Linked DNA regions of Sus scrofa: region 1 is linked to region 2. Evidence: chromatin contacts called from public HiChIP or PLAC-seq data. All regions are on one chromosome and are shown on one strand. Each heading gives the region's core, a stretch centred on a gene start, on an enhancer-like site or on the middle of the called end of the contact. The rest is flanking DNA. Distances are from core to core; before and after follow the strand shown.

The links. HiChIP or PLAC-seq counts read pairs in DNA pulled down with a chosen protein or histone mark.
Region 1: an H3K27ac HiChIP or PLAC-seq map of alveolar macrophages shows a contact between it and region 2. The contact joins two enhancer-like sites. A contact is called at or near these places in 3 of 47 Hi-C or Micro-C datasets (epiblast stem cells and liver) and 1 of 2 datasets of contacts at active chromatin or transcription factors (alveolar macrophages).

What each region holds. Positions count from the first base shown.
Region 1 is chr3:117,793,396-117,797,138 of Sscrofa11.1, forward strand. No RefSeq gene overlaps it. Among named protein-coding and RNA genes, the nearest start is that of RHOB, 20 kb to the left of the region's middle. Within about 2 kb of position 2,121, at least 37 of the 83 cell types and tissues checked have an H3K27ac peak or open chromatin away from gene starts, as enhancers often do. A contact at or near this core is called in alveolar macrophages, where this site is marked.
Region 2 is chr3:117,722,339-117,725,627 of Sscrofa11.1, forward strand. No RefSeq gene overlaps it. Among named protein-coding and RNA genes, the nearest start is that of RHOB, 51 kb to the right of the region's middle. Within about 2 kb of position 1,908, at least 3 of the 83 cell types and tissues checked have an H3K27ac peak or open chromatin away from gene starts, as enhancers often do. A contact at or near this core is called in alveolar macrophages, where this site is marked.

The sequences.
Region 1 (3,743 bases), core at 871-3,370, 71 kb after region 2:
TCGCTAAACCCTTACAACTCCCTGTGCAGCAAAACTCAACCCCCTTGTCTCACAGATGGGGAAACTGAGGCACACAGAGGTGAAGAGACGCGTTCATCAACACTCCACGGCATGAGATGGAACCAAAGAAGATACTCCCCAGGTGCCTGAGACTAGGTGAGAGCATCTTTTAGAAACAGTGCACAGCTCCGATTAGACCCCTAGCCTGGGAACCTGCATATGCCATAGGAGTGGCCCAAAAAAAATAGCAAAAAGACAAAAAAAAAGGAGTTCCTGTTGTGGCGCAGTGGTTAACAAATCTGACTAGGAACCATGAGGTTGCGGGTTCGATCCCTGCCCCTGCTCAGTGGGTTAACGATCCGGCGTTGCCGTGAGCTGTGGTGTAGGTTGCAGACGCGGCTCGGATCCCGCGTTGCTGTGGCTCTGGCGTAGGCCGGTGGCTACAGCTCCGATTCGACCCCTAGCCTGGGAACCTCCATATGCCATGGGAGTGGCCAAAAAAAATAGCAAAAAGACAAAAAAAAAAAAAAAAAAGAAACAGTGCAGGTGGAGTAGAGAGGCGTGGAGCCCGACAGTGGGCGCCTCTGAGAGTTAATTTCATGTGTCACTTGACTGGGCTAAGGGATGGATGCCCAGATAGCTAGTAAAATATTACTTCTATATGTGTTGGGGGAGGTATTTCTGAAAGAGATTAACATCTGAATCAGTAGACTGCATTAAGGAGATCACCCTTGCTAATGTGGCATCATCTGATCTGTTGAGGGTCTGAATGGAATAGACAGACAGGTATAGATATAGATATAGATATACAGGTAGAGGTAGGGATAGAGATGGAGTCAGATCACATGATTATGGAGGCCAAGTGCAAAGATTTGCAGCTGGCAAGCTGACGATCCAAGCTGGAGATCTAGGAAAGTGATGATGTGACTCGAGGGTGCAGGCAGCAGGTCTGATGCCCAGGAAGAGCCAACATTTTTCCATTTGAGCCTGAAGGTGGGAAAAGTAGATGTGCCAGGTCCAAAGCAGTCAGGCAGGAGGAGTTTCTTCTGTTTGCCAAGAGTCGGACCTTTGGTTCTAGTCGGGCCTTCAACTGATTAGATGAGGCCCACCCGCACTGGGGAGGGCAGTCGGCTTCCTTCAGCCTAAGGATCCAAATATTGATCTCGTCCAGAAACAGCCTCCCAGACACACCCAGAATAATGTTTGAACAAATGTCTGGGTACCCCGTGACACAGTCAAGTTGGCAGAGGAAACTAACCAACACAGATGTGAGTGTTGCTGATCCATGACATGGTTTTGAAACCACTGCTTCAGAGTATCTGCTTCCTTTTGTGCCAGGTTAGACCATTATCCCCCCCTTCCAGCAGCATCTTCACAGCCTAGAAGGGAGCACCTGTGACCCTGGGGCAGGAGTCACAGTGGTGACCTAGCTGGGCCTGCTAGCAGACTACTCCCTCCCTGGGCCTGAGTATTTGTTGTCTATCTGAAATTCAAATTTCACCAGGCATCCTCTTTTTTATTGTATTTCATTTTTTGCTAAATTTGGTGGCCCTAGTTTCTTTGTGAAACGGGATGCCACCACCAAAGTCACAGGAGCGTGAGAAGGTGTCAGGTGGGCTGCAGAGACAGGGCAGCCCACTGCTGCCACTGGCATAAAAGCAGTCGGGCCCAGGCCACCAGAGAGGAGCAGACCTGTTCCCCTGGGCTGGAGGGAGCCCAGCCTCCAACCCTGGTCTCAGGGCTGGGGAAAGGGGAAGGGGTTGGATGGGGGAAATGAGTCAGCCTGGGGCAGGGCGGGGGGGAGGCACAGCTCACATTAACCACAGAAGGCTCTGTCCCTCTCAGACCAGCCCTGACACCAGCAGTAAACAGGAAGTGCCCTCTCGCCACAGGCTGACTGCTCTTGCTGTCAGGGTTAAGAAGATTCTAAACCAGGATTCAGAATAGTCTCTGGTGCTGGCTTCGGCCACTCCAAGCTGGCCACTCCCAAGCTGGATCACCAAACTCCTGACCCAGAGGTGCCCGGGGTTTTGTAGCTCCCAGACCAGAGGAGGCCCCTGCACCCTGTGTCTGTGCTCGGGCGGGGACCAGAGAGAACTCTGGCCAGAGGAAGAGCTTCACCCCAGGCTGCGCAGGGGTCCGGAGTCAAGGAGAGGGCCAGGTGCTGGGTGGGCGGACACCCCAGCCCTGGGTGCTCAGTTTGCTGGCCGTGTTGCAGCTGCTTTGCTGCACGTTGGCACCTCTGTCCTCTGCAGCCCTGTGAGCTCCAGGGTCATGGGAAGGACAGGGTGCTTGAGTCTGTGGTCAGCTGCCCTGCAGCCCCGCCCCCCACAGGCCTCTGTCAAGCAACTAGAAGAAAGAGTGGCGACAAAGGCCAGGTCAGAGTCTGGGGACACTGGAGCTGAGGAGGGGTGTAGGCCCAGACACCCTCCACGCCACCCCCTCCCCCCTGGGAGCACAGGCTGAAGATTGCCGACCCTGTCCATCTCTTGCTGCTTGGCATTGCTTGGCACAACTTAGCTGCTCCAATCTGATTCCCTTGTGAAAAAAACCCTGCCTGCCGCCTCAACTACCTGCGGGCAAATTTCATAATCTATAAAATGCTATGAGTTAGGGCTCTTTTAGTCACAAGTGTGAGAAAACCAGACATAGGGAGTTCCCCCTGAGGCTCAGTGGGTTAAGAACCCGACATAGTGTCTGCAAGGATGCGGGTCTGATCCCTGGCCTTGCTCAGTGGGTTAAGAATCCAGTGTTGGGCGTTCCCGTCTTGGTGCAGAGGAAACAAATCCGACTAGGAACCATGAGGTTGTAGGTTCGATCCCTGGCCTTGCTTAGCGGGTTAAGGATCCAGCATTGCCATGAGCTGTGGTGTAGGTCGCAGACTTGGCTCTGATCTGGAGTGGCTGTGGCTGTGATTGTGGCCAGCAGCTGCAGCTCCGATTAGACCCCTAGGCTGGGAACCTCCACATGCCTCGGATGTGGCCCTAAAAAGCAAAAAAATAAGAAGAGGAAGAATCCTGTGTTGCCGCGAGCTGTGGACACAGATGTGGCTCGGATCTGGCATTGCTGTGGCTGTGGTGTAGGCTGCCAGCTGCAGCTCTGATTTGACCCCAACCCGGGAAGCTCCATATGCCCCGGGTGCAGCTACAAAAAGGAAATGAAGGAAGGATGGAAGGAAGGAAGAAGAAAGGAGGGAGGGGGGAGAGAAAACCAGACATAAACCAGTGAGACAAGAGACAAGAGAGTTTGCGGGCTCAGAGCGCCAGGAGCAGGTCAGGGAAGGAGGGGCTCTCCTCCTCCCTCCTCCCTGCTTCTCTCGGTGAATCTGCTTCTTTCTCTGTCAGGCTGGCTTCTCCCACGAGTCTGGGCCATTTCCCAGCTTCACCTGCCAAGAGGTGCTTCCTCCTCTATTAGTGCCAAAGTGAAAAATGCCAGGAGGGCTCTCACTGGTCCCACCTGTGGGTCACGTGTCCACACAGAGCACAGAGTACGCTGCTTAGCATCCTTTTCTAGAACAATGTATTTAGAGATCTGGGCACCTTGGTTCCCCAAAGAAGAAAAGAAAGAGGAATGTAGTTCCGTCGTGGAGGAAGAAGAAGGAATGAGGGGGGGTGGTAGGGTGAGATTGGCGTGGGAGCTGGGTGAGGCGAGAAGGTGGATATGTGCTGGGGGGGGGGCTACAGTGATGGAGTGGATATATGCCGAGAAAAAAAAAAAAACAAAAAAAAAAAAAAAAAAAAAAA
Region 2 (3,289 bases), core at 658-3,157:
GGAGGGGGGGGCTTTAACCAAAGCTGCCTGTGTCGTGGATGGCACAAAGGCAGGACAGCTGCAGGAGAGAGAGCGCCTGGCCCAGGCTGAGCCCCCTCCATCTGTGGGAATCGCTCTGGTCCTGCACCGAGCGCTTTCCCAAGGGAGGTGGCTCAAAGCCACTTGGATATGCTAAGCAAGGCCACTGTCACAGAGATACAGCGAGCCTGGCAGGACCTAAGAGTTCCTGTGAGCTTTTCCACTGCTGTTTGCTCCAGCAAGCAGCTTTTCCATGACCATCCTATGGCAATAAAATGCAGTTCCATGCATCGCATGGTGTACAGGGCTGCTGTAACTAACGAGCACAAACTGGGCGGCTTAAAGCATCAGAAAAGAACTCTCTCATGGTTCTGAGGCCAGGAGTCCAACAGCAAGGTGTTAGGAAGGCCCCGCTCCCTCCCAAGCCTCTAGAGCAAAATCCTTCCTTGCCTCCACCAGCGTCTGGTGGCTCCAGGAGTTCTTTGGCTTGTGGCTGCATCGCTCCAAAGTGGCCTCCGTTCTCCTTCTCATCTCTGTGTCTTCTCCTTTCTTGACTCTTCCAAGGACACTTTCTTGCATTTTAAGGCCACCTGGATAATCCATGGTGATCTCAATTTCCATAACTAGGAATTTCCCTCGTGGTGCAGCAGGTTTAGGAATCCCAGCGTTGTGGCAGCTATGGCCCAAGCCGCAACCACAGTGCGGGTTTGATCCCTGACCAGGGAACTTCCACACGCTGCAGGTGTGGCCAAAAAAAATAATCCATAACTGAACTGCATCTGCAAACATCTGCAAAGACCTTTTTTCTAAACAAAGTCACATTCACAGGTTCCAGGGCCTTGGATGGGACGTCTTCTTCTTTTTTTTTTTTTTTTTCCTCATTTTGAGGGCTGCACCCACAGCAGCCCAGGCTAGAGATCAAATCAGAGCTGCAGCTGCCAGCCACAGCCACAGCCACAGCCACAGCAAAGCGGGATCCGAGCCACATCTGCGACCTATACCACAGCTCAGGGCAACACCAGATACTGAACCCACTGAGCGAGACCAGGGATTGAACCAGCAGCCTCATGGTTTAGTCAGATTCGTTTCTGCTGTGCCACAAGGGGAACTTCGGGACGTGTCTTCTTGAGGAAACCATTCCATCTAAGACACATGATCACTGGACTCAGACAGGGCCAGGATAAAACCCTGTCTTAATTACTTTCTAGCTAAGCTGGTCTTGGGCAAGTTTAGAAACCTCCCAGAACCTCATTCCTTTATCTTTATTATAAGGAAAAATTGAAGTTCCCTGGTGGCTCAGGGAGTTAAGGATCCAGTGTTTTCACTGCTGACCTCTGGTCACTGCTGTGGCTCGAGTTCAATCCCTGGCCCAGAGAACTTCCTCATGCAGTGGGTGTGACCAAAAACGTTAATTAATTTCATTAAAAAGGGAAATACTTATATTTTTTCACAATAATAGGGTTGTTCTGAGACTCGCATGAGATACCAGTTGCTTGGCAAGAAGTACACAAAAAATGGCATGGATGGCGAGGACAGTGCTGATAAGGATGAAAATGAGGTTGAAGAATTGACTCAGAGAAGTGAGAGGAGTTGTCACGGTCACACAGCTACTGAGGCGGCAGAGCCAGAACTGGAACTCAGATCTCTCTTAAACCAAAGGCCACCGTCCTACCACACCCCTTGTCCTCTTATCATCTGTACTGAAGTTTTGACCTTAATTTGCTGGCTGGTTCCTCAAGGATCTCTCCTGCTCATCTGACCTATGCCAGAGACTATGGGCCCCTTAGCAGGAGGCTGGCTGAACAGCCAACAGTTTGCCCTAGGGAAGTACGATTAGGATCAGAGTTCTTCCCCTTGGCCTCCTCTCTAAGAAGTTGTGTAAGAAATACACAACTGAGGTTTCTGACCATTCACCGTGCGACAGCGACAGGGCGGGCTCTGTCCACACGCTGTCTCATCGGGCCTTGCCTCTTCCCTGCAGAATAGGAAGAGCAGCCCATTCAGGGTCTCACTCCTTCATGGGAAGAAAACGAGTCTCTCTCTGCATCTGGGGAAGCAGCCTCTGCAAAAAGGCTAGGACAGCACTGGCCCAGAAGGAAGGGATTGGTGCCAACAAAATCAAGGCAGGATTAATTTCTCCCTCCAGGAACTCTTTGAAATCTAATCTCCCCTCTCCCCCAAAAGACATGACTTTGATCTTTCGAGCCACTGCCACTCAGATTTCTCAGGCTGGCTGCCTCGAGAGGCACCTGCCGGCTTTCGCAGGAGGTCTTCTCGCTAGTGCAGTTGCTACTTACAGTGACACCAGGCTTGGTTCTGGACTCCGGGGAGAAAGACATGGGCCCAGCCCACTGTCCTGAGTGGGACAGAACCAGAAAGTTTCCAGTGCTGGTGGAGCCTGATATGTCAGGTCCTGGTTGCCCTAGGCCATCGCCTTCGGGGCGGAGGCAGGGCCAGGCCATGGCAAGGTCCTCACCAGGTCCTCAGGGAGCTCATCAAGGAGCAAATGTGTCATCTAAAAAGGACACTGGAAACTGGTGGAAGGGGCAGGGAGCAGAAAGGACAGGAGGGTCTCCCTCCTAGTGAAACTCAGAAAAGTTCTGGCAGCAGGAAAAAAGGAAGAAAACAAAGGCAAGGGAGTGCCCATCATAGCAGGAATGAGGGACTGGGGAAGGGCAGAAGAGGCTCTTGGCAAAGTGGTGGCTCACAGGTACAAAGCCCTCCAGGCACAGGGAGAGTCCAGAGCTGTGTCCTGCCATCCAAGGGCGTCTCAGAGACCCAGGGCTCAGGATGAGGACGAGCAAGCCTGTTCCCAGCTGCCAACTGGCAAACTTTCACCTGATACCCTGTCTGTAGCTGGGCCCCTGAATACAGGAATGGGCACCAGCCACAGCCTCTGGACTGACAGATGGTGGCAGTCGTGTGGGCTAAAGGCTAATATGTGTCTGTGGCTCTGGAAATGGAAGGGCTTTCTTTGGGGGCTTGGCAGTCCCTCTACGGAGGGCTCCTAGGGCCTTGAAATACACAAAGGGGAGGCTGGGGAAGAAAGGCAGTGTTGACTCTGTGCCCACCCCAACCCAAAACCACTCGTGTCCTTCCATTCTTTTCCTCTTCACTTTCTATCCTGGCCAAGTCCAAACAAGTCAACTCATTGACCCACCCAGCTCAACAGCCAACCCAACTCAATGGCCCCAGAATGAGGACAGCTCCTGCTCCCTGGGAACTGCTCACATCTGATATCATTCTGGGAGGTTCTTTTGCTAAGACAACT